Regions from separate parts of the Pan paniscus genome. Here region 1 is linked to region 2. Evidence: chromatin contacts called from public Hi-C data. All regions are on one chromosome and are shown on one strand. Each heading gives the region's core, a stretch centred on a gene start, on an enhancer-like site or on the middle of the called end of the contact. The rest is flanking DNA. Distances are from core to core; before and after follow the strand shown. Region 1 holds the start of ERCC1 (ERCC excision repair 1, endonuclease non-catalytic subunit). Region 2 overlaps ERCC1 (ERCC excision repair 1, endonuclease non-catalytic subunit).

Region 1 (5,754 bases), core at 2,943-5,442, 39 kb before region 2:
GAGGCAGGAGAATCGCTTGAACTAAGGAGGTGGAGGTTGTTGTGAGCTGAGATTGCGTCACTGCACTCCAGACAGGGTGACAGAGCAAGACCCTGTTTCAAAAAAAAAGAAAAGAAAAAGAAGAAAACTGTCAACCATAACTACACCTACATGTAAAGCCCTTGGCATTGGGCCTGGCATATAATAAATGCACAGTAAGCAGTTATAATATTGTTTCCCAAACCTCAGTCATTCCCCACATGACCTTCATCTTTCTACAACCTGTTCTGCTATTTATCTAATATTTTTCTTGAAAATTGGTTTAATATTTAATAATATAATAACAAATGTATTTTAAGAAGAAAGGTTACCTTGCCACCAGAAACCAGTATTGCTTGCCAGAAATAGAAGACAATAGTAAAAATAAACACAAAAATATTGACGTTTAAAATGTTTGTGCAGCCAGGCGCAGTGGCTCACACCTGTAATTTCAGCACTTTAGGAGGCCAAGGCAGGTGGATCACCTGAGGTCGGGAGTTGGAGACCAGCCTGACCAACATGGAGAAACCATGTCTCTACTAAAAATACAAAATTAGCCGGGCGTGGTGGTGCATGCCTGTAATCCCAGCTACTTGGGAGGCTGAGGCAGGAAAATCGCTTGAACCCGGGAGGCGGAAGTTGCAGTGAGCCGAGATCACACCACTGCACTCCAGCCTGAGCAACAAGAGGGAAACTCCATCTCAAAAAAAAGCCGGGCGCGGTGGCTTACGCCTGTAATCCCAGCACTTTGGGAGGCCGAGGCGGGCAGATCATGAGGTCAGGAGATCGAGACCATCCTGGCTAACATGGTGAAACCCCGTCTCTACTAAAAATACAAAAAAATTAGCCGGGAGTGGTGGCGGGCGCCTGTAGTTCCAGCTACTAGGGAGGCTGAGGCAGGAGAATGGCGTGAACCTGGGAGGCAGAGCTTGCAGTGAGCCGAGATCACGCCACTACACTCCAGCCTGGGCGACAGAGCGAGACTGCGTCTCAAAACAAAAAACAAAACAAAACAAAAAACAAAAAAAACCTCACTTGTTCGTCATACACATGTCACATATTAGGAGACAGATAACGGTGTTCCAAGGAGTCCTTACATCCTCAGAATTTGTATACAGAGGTGCCTAGCAGCAACTATCTAATTAAAACAAAGAGGGTTTAGGGGATATATCTTGAATCTGGATTTGCCGAGCAGAGGGAATACTTTTTTTTTTCTTTTTTTCTTTTCTTTCTTTCTTTCTTTTTTTTTTGAGACAGAGTCTCACTATGTTGCCCAGGCTTGTCTCTAACTCCTGGGCTCAAGCTATCCACTCATCTCGGCCTCCAAAGTGCTGGGATTACAGCGCCTGTCCAAAACTTTCTAAAGATACTCTTAGTTAAACTTCCCATAAGACAAAATGTTTATTATCTATCACAAAAAGTGGTGGAAGAGGGTCTGATTGAGATTTTGGGTCTGGGAATGACTAAAGCCTCCAAGCTCAAAACAGATTGAAGACTGAAACGGCCTTTATTGGCCAGGTGTAGTGGCTCCCGCCTGTAATCTCAGCACTTTGGGAAGCTGAGGCAGTTGGATTACCTGAGGTCAGGAGTTCAAGACCAGTCTGGTGAACATGGTGAAACCCCGTCTCTCCTAAAAAAACAAAAAACAAAAATTAGCCAGGTGTGGGGGCAGGCGCCTGTAATTCCAGCCAAAAAAAAAAAATTTTTTTTTTTTTTTTGACCGAGTCTTGCTCTGTCACCCAGGATGGAGTGCAGTGGCACAATCTTGGCTCACTGCAACCTCAGCCTCCTGGGTTCAAGGGATTCTCCCGCCTTAGCCTCCCGAGTAGCTGGGATCACAGGTGTGAGCCACCATGCCTGGCTACTTTTTGAATTGTTAGTAGAGACGGGGTTTTACCATGCTTGCCAGCTGGTCTGGAACTTCTAATCTCCTGTGATCCACCCACCTCGGCCTCCCAAAGTGCTGGGATTACATGTGTGAGCCACTGTGCCCAGCAGAAACAGCCTTTACTGAGCTCCTCCCAGTTGCCTCATCCAGTGTCAGAATTTTATATCATGATTTCTCCAGTGAGATCAGTTGTACTAGTCTGGTTATACAAATGCGAAAACTGAGGCTGAAAGAAGGATAGTGAGGCCAGGTGCTGTGGCTCACGCGTGAAATTCCAGCACTTTAGGAGCCCAAGGCAGAAGCATCACTTGAGGCCAGGAGTTCGAGGCCAGTCTGGGCAACAAAGTGAGGCCCCTGTTTCTACAAAAAAAAATTAAAATTAGCTGGGCGTGATGGCATATGCCTGTCATCCCAGGGAGGCTGAGGCAAGAGGATCACTTGAGCTTGGGAGGTCGAGGCTGCAGTGAGCCGTTTTTGCGCCACTGCATTCCAGCCTGGGTGACAAAGTAAGATCCTGGCTGGAAGAAGAATGAAAAAAAGACAGTGATGATATTCTTTTATTCATTCCACAAACATTTACTGAACATCTGCTATGTTCTCAAGCACTTTTTAGGCACTAGAGATACAGCAATGATCAAAAATAAAGTGCATAGTTTCATGGTGCTGATATTCTACAGAAGCAGACAGACGGTAAGCAAATAGACACAGAAAATGGCAGGTGGTGATCAGAGTGGTGGGGAAATGTCTAGCAGGGTAAGGGGATAGAGTGACAGAGCTCGCTTTTTAAAAATTTTTATTTTATTTATTATTATTATTACTTTTATTTGGAGATGGAGTTTTGCTCTTTTCACCAAGGCTGGAGTACAATGGCACAATCTCAGCTCACTGCAACCTCTGCTTCCCGGGTTCAAGCGGTTCTCCTGCCTCAAACTCCCGAGTAGCTGGGATTACAGGCGTGAGCCACTATGCCTGACTAATTTTTGTATCATTAGTGGAGACGGGGTTTCACCATGTTGGCCAGGCTGGTCTCGAACTCCTGACCTCAGGTGATCCACCCGCCTCGGCCTCCCAAAGTTCTGGGATTACAGGCCCTGAGCCACCGATCCCAGCCACTAGCTATTTTATTTATTTATTATTTATTGAGACGGAGCCTCGCTCTGTCCCCCAGGCTGGAGTGCAGTGGCGCAATCTCAGCTCACTGCAAGCTCCGCCTCCCGGGTTCACTCCATTCTCCTGCCTCAGGCTCCCGAATAGCTGGGACTACAGGCGCCCGCCACCACGCCCAGCTAATGTTTTGTATTTTTAGTAGAGACGAGGTTTCACCGTGTTAGCCAGGATGGTCTCCATCTCCTGATCTCGTGATCCACCCGCTTTGGCATCCCAAAGTGCTGGGGTTACAGGCGTGAGCTGCCGCGTCCGGCCGCCACTCGCTATTTTAAACTGGGTGGTCAGGGAAGGCCCCACTGAGTGCTGGTCACTCAGTGAGTTTTTGGTATTGACATTTGATCAGATGACAGAGTGAAGGGAGGCGATGAGCCATGGCAACATGTGAAGAGGAGATCCAGGCTAGGGGATCGGCAAGCACAAAGTCCCTGTGGTGGTAGCATGATCCATGTGTGCAGCAAGACATCTGTGTGCCTAAATCCAATAATATCCAAGGGAAGAGGAGTATGTGAGACAGGGTCAGAGGGACCAAAGGGGCTGGATTACAGGGATTTGTAAAGCAGGGTGAGAACTTTGACTTTTACTCTGAAATGGAAGTCATGGGAGAGTTTCACGCAGGAGAATGGTATTGTCAAAGAATCACTGACTTAGAATATTGAATAATTTTTCGTGATGAGTACACCTAAAAGCCCAGATTTCACCACGATGCAATCAACATATGCATGTAGAAATCGGCACCTGTACCTCCTAAATATATAAAAATTTAAGAAAAAAGAATCACCTTTTTTGTAATAAAAATTGTAACACAAGTTCGATTTGCCTAAGTGGATGGGCTGTTTTAACCGGAATATGGTACTATCCGTTTCTGAGTCTGTCTCAGTTTCTCCAATCATAAAACGCAAGTGCAGAAATTGGTTATGTCTAGTGTTTAAACTCAATCGGGACAGGATGTCTGTCGTCACCAGCCCCGAGACAGTTCCTGGGACTCAGTAGACGCTCAATAAACGTTTGAATGAACGCGGGGCTCCATCGGCCTACGCAATTCCACAAAAGAACAGCAGGTGTCGCACCAGCCCTATAGCCGCCTGCTCAGAGCCTTTGGGGCCAGGGTGAATCAGACTCTAACAGGAACCCACTCACCACTCCTCCGCAGAAGGAGAATTCGGAATTTTCCGAGAAGGCGCTTCTGAATGCCGAATCATGAATCTCTTCTCTTAAAAAGCTGACTTTTCATTTTGGAAAAAGGGGGTCCTGGGCCCTTTAACAGCTTGCCAGGTGCTCAAACGCTGCTTCCCAGAATGCGTGGCGCTATGTAAATGAGACGGTTTTGGGAGCGAGGATGATTCATACTATATGAAGTGAAGGCAACATTTTACAAGGACATCGCTCATGATAAATGAGTGGGGAGAATTTATAGCCCTTGAAGTCAACCATCTCACAGCTTTCCAAAGGACGCGACCATAACTCTAAAAGGTAAGCTTTTGCGATCCTTATATAGCTGCGCGGGAATAAAGTTCTTCTGCCCGGATGATCCTCAGTGGTCTGGGGTGCAGGCTTCAAACCTGTAGCTGTCTAGCGACAGAGTGGTTCAATTCCACCTTTCGGGCGGTAGTGGCTAAGCGTCTTAACTTTTCTTTGTCGAACTGGACTTATTTTGCTTGTTGCCCGGGAAGCGCTCCTCCAGCCTGCACCTGGAGAGGTCGCTGCGGCTTTCCGCATCGCAAACTATCATTCTCTGTCACTCCGATCTCTGATTGTCGTTACTTATTTCCCCCTCCGGAGTATAAAAAACCACTCCAAAAGATGGAGAAAAAGTCATCTACCCAGTTCTGGGATATTGGCAGTTTGGAAATCATCCTAGATCTCTCCCCTTCAATTGCTTACTCATTCAGTCGTTTGCTCACTCATTTATTTAATCACGCATGCAGTGATTAATCAGTCAAATACTTGCCCATTTGTTCATCTGTCATTCACTCATCAAACAAGCATTTGCTGAGGACGCAGCGGTGGTGACAGCCCTGGCCTTGGTCTCCTGGTGCAGTCAGCCCAGTGGGGGAGACAAACATTAAGCCATCATGTAATTATACACTTAATTAACAACTACAAAGGGGATAACGGCTGCAAAGGAAATAGAAAAGTGAGGCCCTCTCATAAGGAGAGCTGAGCTGTTCGGGTGTCACGGGAACGTTAGGGCAGACACTTGAAGGATGGGGGTGAATATTATGGGATATCGAGGGATCAGGGTGACCCCAATAAAGATGATGGGGGTAATGATAATTGCACCGTCACTCTGCACTTACTGCTGGCATGCACAAGCCTTGCAACTCCTCTTAACAGCCCCCATTCTACAGATGAGGAAATGGAGGCTCAGGGAGATGAAGTCTCTTGTCCAAGGCAACCCAGCCTTTTTTCTTTTTTCTCTCTCTTTCTTTCTTTCTTTCTTTCTTTTTTTTTTTTTTTTTAATTTTACTTTAAAAACTGCTCCTTGTAGAGCAGGGTTAACTCATAGGCAGTGTCTTTTTTTTTTTTTTTTTTTTCCTTTTTTTTTTGAGACAGGGTCTTACTCTGTCACCGAAAGTGGAGTGCAGCGGTACGATCATAGCTCACTGCAGCCTCAAACTTCCAGGCTCAAGCAATCCTGCCACCTCAGCCTCCTGAGTAGCTGGGACCATAGGTGCGTGCCA
Region 2 (5,094 bases), core at 788-3,287:
AAAAAATAATAATAAAAAAAAAGTGCTGTGCGCAGTGGCTCACACCTGTAATCCCAGCACTTTGGGAGGCCGAGGCAGGCAGATCATGAGGTCAGGAGATCGAGACCATCCTGGCTAACACAGTGAAACCCCATCTCTACTAAAAATACAAAAAGTTAGCTGGGCGTGGTGGCACGCGCCTGGCCTGTAGTCTCAGCTACTCGGGAGGCTGAGGCAGGAGAACCACTTGAACCCAGGAGGCAGAGGTTGCAGTGAGCTGAGATCCCGCCACTGCACTCCAGCCTGGGTGACAGAGCAAGACTCCGTCTCAGAAAAAAAAAAAAAAAAAAAAAAATTAGGCTGGATGCAGTGGCTTACGCCTGTAATCCCAGCACTTTGGGAGGCCGAGGTGGGCGGATCACTTGAGGTCAGGAGTATGAGACCAGCCTGGCCAACATAGTAAAACCCCGTCTCTACAAAAAAATACAAAAATTAGCCAGGCTTGGTAGCAGGCGCCTGTAATCCCAGCTACTCGAAAATTTTAGAAGTTACTTAAAAATTACCATCTCTGGACTGACTCTGAAACTTATCTAGGTATCTTCCACCCACATTTCATCTCAGGGATGACCCCCCCCCCCCCGCCATCCACCCTGCTACGTGGGTGGAGACCTAGGCCTCAACTGGCTATCTCTCCCGCCCACTGCAGGGTCAGGGCCAGGCCCAAGACCTTAGTCACTCATTCTGACCTCTGTCACCCTCAGGGAAGTCAGTGTGCTCCCTTTAAACCCCCAGAACATGCAGTGTAGGTCCTTGAGGCCTGACACTGATGCTTGGAGTGGGCACTGAGAATCTCAGGATATGGAAATGGGGAGGCCCTTAGATGATCTCAGTGCAAAGGGAAGACCTAGGCCCAGGGAACAGAGTTCTGACTGTTCCCAAGGCCTGGAGCTGTTGTGTCCAATCACTGACTTGCAAGGGAGGAAAGAATCTTAGTGGAGGCGGGCTCTGTAGCTCATGCCTGTCATTTCAGTGCCTTCCTAGGAGGAGGCCAGAGGATAGCTTGAGGCCAGGAGCTCAAGACCACCCTGGACAAGGCGGGCAAGGCATGGAGACTCTGTCTCTACAAAAAAATTAAAAATTAGCCAGGTGTGGTGGTGCACACCTGTAGTCCCAGCTACTAGGAAGGCTGAGGTGGGAGGATCTCTTGAACCCAGGAGTTCAAGGCTGCAGTCAGCTAAGATCCCAGCACTGCATTCCAGCATGGGCAACACTGCACTCCAGCCTGGGTGACAGAGCAAGACCTTGCCTGAAATAAAAAATATTAGTGGAGGTGGGTAAATAAAGAAACGGCTCAAGGTTGAGCCCTAACTCTGGTGACACAGTGATCAAACTTGGTGACAAAGACGGTCATCCTTCCCCAGCCTGAGCCCCGACCCTGGTCACAGAATGAGCCGTGATGCTGGCCATGCCTCGCCTCAGCTCTGAAGACTAGGCCAGACTGAAGTGTCCCATGCTCCAACCCCCAGATCTAAGCCTACCCCTGCCCACAGTAGAAACAAACCAAGAAATCAGATCCTCACTCCCAGCCCTCAGCCCTCAGCCCGCAGGTCTCCTGACTCCCTGTGACCCTCTCGCCCTGCTCTGCCCCCATAAAGGTTGGCCTTGAGGACAGAGATGGTAAGGGGGCAGATTCAGGACGACAGGAGATTGGCGATGAGGGTGGAGAGGGGAAATAGGGACAGGAGTAGGACAGGCTGGGGGATGCGGATGAGTACCAGTGGGGGACATCGCTGGGGGTGTAGGGGAGGGGGGAATTATGATGAGGAATGGAGGTGAAGCTGAGGATGGGGGACAGGGGATGAGGATACAATGTGGGGGACGTAGGAAGGCAGCCAGGCTAGCGGCGGGGCGGAGGTCGCAGTCGGGGGCGAGTGTGACCGCCAGGGCAGAGTGGGGGTGCGCTGGGGACAGCGGCGCCTGCTCGGCCGGGCTGCGCCCAGCACCGCTCCCCCCGCGCGCTCCCCCTTCCGCTCCCCGGAAGCGCTGAGTCGTCCTGCCTTATCTGGGGGCCGCTATTTCGGGCTCGGCTCGGCTCGGAGCGCGGCAACTATTTTTAGCGGCGCTGGGGTAAAAATGGACGCGGCGCCGCGCGGGTTCCCGAGGCCGTGCGCGCCCCCTCGCGACCACTGAGGGCCCCGGGGAGGAGCGCGCGCCTGAGTCACAGCCGTCCCCCTACCCCGAGGCACGGCGAGGGGGCCTCGATCGGGGGCGCCCTGGACACCCCGCGTGCACACCCGCCTCCCGGGCTCCCGGGCGCCGGCGAGCCGGCAGGGCGCAGAATCTTCCAGGGGCGTCGGGACGCGTCCGCCGGGGTTCAGAGCCGACGGCGGAGTTTTGGGCAGGGGCGCCGCGCCCCCTGGTGGCCCCCGCAGGGATCGCAGGCAGGAGCTGGGCCTGAGTCCGTCTCAGCTTATCTATTCATTTATTTTTATTATGATTATGATTATTTCTTTGAGATAGAATCTCGCTATATTGCCCCAGGATTGTCTAGAACTCCTGGGCTCAAGCGATCCTGCTACCTCGGCCTCCCAAAGTGCTGGGATTAAAGGCCTGAGCCACTGCACCCGGCCTATTATTATTAACTACTATTATTATTTTTTTAAATCTGACCTCGTCGTCCACACCCATTTTATAAATGAGGAAACTGAGGTCCGGAGAGGAACTGGGTTGAGGCATTGCAGCATGAATCGCAATGTACCATCATTTCAACTTGAGCTTGGACACTTCCTAAATAGGGAATTCACTGCCTCCCAGAAAACGATGCGCTATTTGTTTTTTTGTTTGTTTGTTTTTGTTTTTTGAGACAGAGTCTCGCTCTGTCGCCCAGGCTGGAGTGCAGTGGTGCGATCTCAGCTCACTGCAACCTACACCTCTTGGATGCAAGAAATTCTCCTGCCTTAGCCTCCCGAGTAGCTGGGATTACAGGCATGCGCCACAACGGCTGGCTAATTTTGTATTTTTAGTAGAGATGGGGTTGGGAGAGGAAGAACAGAGAGATGCCGGTTAAAAAATACCAAACTACAGTCAGATAAGAGGAATAACTTCGGGCCGGGCGCGGTGGTTCACACCTGTAATCCCAGCACTTCGGGAGGCCGAGTGGGGCGGATCACTTGAGGTCGGGATTTCGAGACCAGCCTGACCCACACGGAGAAACCCCGTCTCTACTAAAAATACAAAATTAGCCGGGCGTGGTGGCGCATGCCTATAATCCCAGTTACTTGGGAGGCTGAGGCAGGAGAATTGCTGGACCCAGGGAGGCGGAGGTCACGCTGAGCCGAGATCCAGCCATTGCACTCCAGCCTGGGCAAAAAGAACAAAACTCTGTCTCAAAAAAAAATAATAATAATAAATAAAAATAATTAGCCGGGTGTGATAGTGCACACCTGTAGTCCCAGCTACTCAGAAGGCTGAGGTAGGAGGATCACAGGAGCATGGGAGGCAAAGGTTGCAGTGAGCCGAGATTGTGCCACTGCACTCCAGCCTGGGCGACAGAGTGAGACTGTCTTAAAATAAACAAACAAACAAACAAACACATAAAAAATAAAATTACACATATGGATCCAGCAATCCCACTTCTGGGTGTATATTGCAAATAAATTGACATCAAGATGTCAGGGCCAGGTGCAGTGACTCACGCCTATAAATCCAGCAGTTTGGGAGGCCGAAGCAGGAGGATGGCTTGAGCCCAGGAGTTGGAGACTAATCTGGGCAATGTAGTGAGATGCCATCTCTACAAAAAGCACAATAATAAAAATAAAAAAAATCAGATGAGAGGCCGGGCACAGTGGCTCACGCCTGTAATCCCAGCACTTTGGGAGACGGAGGCGGGTGGATCACGAGGTCAGGAGATCGACACCATCCTGGCTGACACGGTGAAATCCCATCTCTACTAAAAATACAAAAAAAATTTAGCTGGGCGTGGTGTCACACGCCTGTGGTCCCAGCTACTCGGGAGGCGGAGGCAGGAGAATCACTTGAACCCAGGAGGCAGAGGTTGCAGTGAGCCGAGATTGTGCCACTGCACTCCAGCCTGGGCAGCAGAGCGAGACTCCGTCTCAAAAAAAAAAAAAAAAAAAATCAGATGAGAACATGTAGTGACAAAAAATAAAAAATAATATTTACAAATTAAAAAAATTTAAACTCTATTTTAGCAACTTTGAAATACACAATACATTAGTATTAACTGTGGTTACCATGCTGTGCAATAGATCACTGAAATATATTCCTCCAGTCTCGCTGAAACTTTGCACCCTTTGATCAACATCTTCTCTTTTCCCAACCCTCTCCCACTTCCCTAGACTCTAGTAGCCACCTTTATACTGTTTCTATGAGCTCGACTTTTTAAGATTCCATATAAAAGTGGGATCATGTGGTGTTTGTCTTTCTGTGTCTGGTTTATTTCACTTAGAATAATGTCCTCCAGTTCCATCCATGTTGTCTTGAATGGCAGAATTTCCTCCCTTTTCAAGGCTGTATAGTATTCCATCGCGTGTATATGCAACATTTGCTTTATTCATTATGTCCCTTGATGGACACTTAGGTTGACTCCATATCTTGGCTATTGTGACCAGTGCTGCAATGAACTTGAGAGTGCAGATATCCCTTCGACATCCTGATTTCAATTCCTTTGGAAATATAACCAGAGGTATATGAGTCTGCTAGATCCATATGTACGAATTTATTTTTACTTATTTATATATATATATTTTTTTTTTTTCTTTTTCTTTTTCTTTTTTGAGATGAAGTCTCGCTCCTGTCGCCCAGGCTGAAGTGCAGTGGCGTGATCAAGGCTCACTGCAACCTCTGCCTCCTGGGTTCAAGCGATTCTCCTCCCTCAGCCTCCCGAGTAGCTGGGATTACGGGCATGTGTCACAACGCCTGGCTAATTTTGTATTTTTAGTGGAGATGGGGTTTCACCATGTTGGTCAGGCTGGTCTCGAACTCCTGACCTCAGGTGATTCACCCACCTTGGCCTCCCAAAGTGCTGGGATTACACGCGTGAGCCACTATGCCCGGCCCTTATTTTATATTTTAAAGTCTCACTATATTGGAATC

Evidence for each region. Hi-C and Micro-C count contacts between places; a contact is called where the count stands out from the background.
Region 1: a Hi-C map of fibroblasts shows a contact between it and region 2, with 10 times the contacts expected there. The contact joins the promoter of ERCC1 here to the enhancer-like site in region 2. A contact is called at or near these places in 2 of 3 Hi-C or Micro-C datasets (fibroblasts and induced pluripotent stem cells).

What each region holds. Positions count from the first base shown.
Region 1 is chr20:51,638,375-51,644,128 of NHGRI_mPanPan1-v2.0_pri, reverse strand. It overlaps ERCC1 (ERCC excision repair 1, endonuclease non-catalytic subunit), which reads left to right and starts at 4,192. Exons shown (of 10, transcript XM_063600399.1): 1 at 4,192-4,543. TRNASTOP-UCA (transfer RNA opal suppressor (anticodon UCA)) reads left to right here and starts at 4,592; the gene lies at 4,592-4,678.
Region 2 is chr20:51,597,589-51,602,682 of NHGRI_mPanPan1-v2.0_pri, reverse strand. The region is part of intron 1 of ERCC1 (ERCC excision repair 1, endonuclease non-catalytic subunit); the gene reads left to right. Among named protein-coding and RNA genes, the nearest start is that of FOSB, 28 kb to the left of the region's middle. Within about 2 kb of position 2,037, at least 1 of the 2 cell types and tissues checked has open chromatin away from gene starts, as enhancers often do.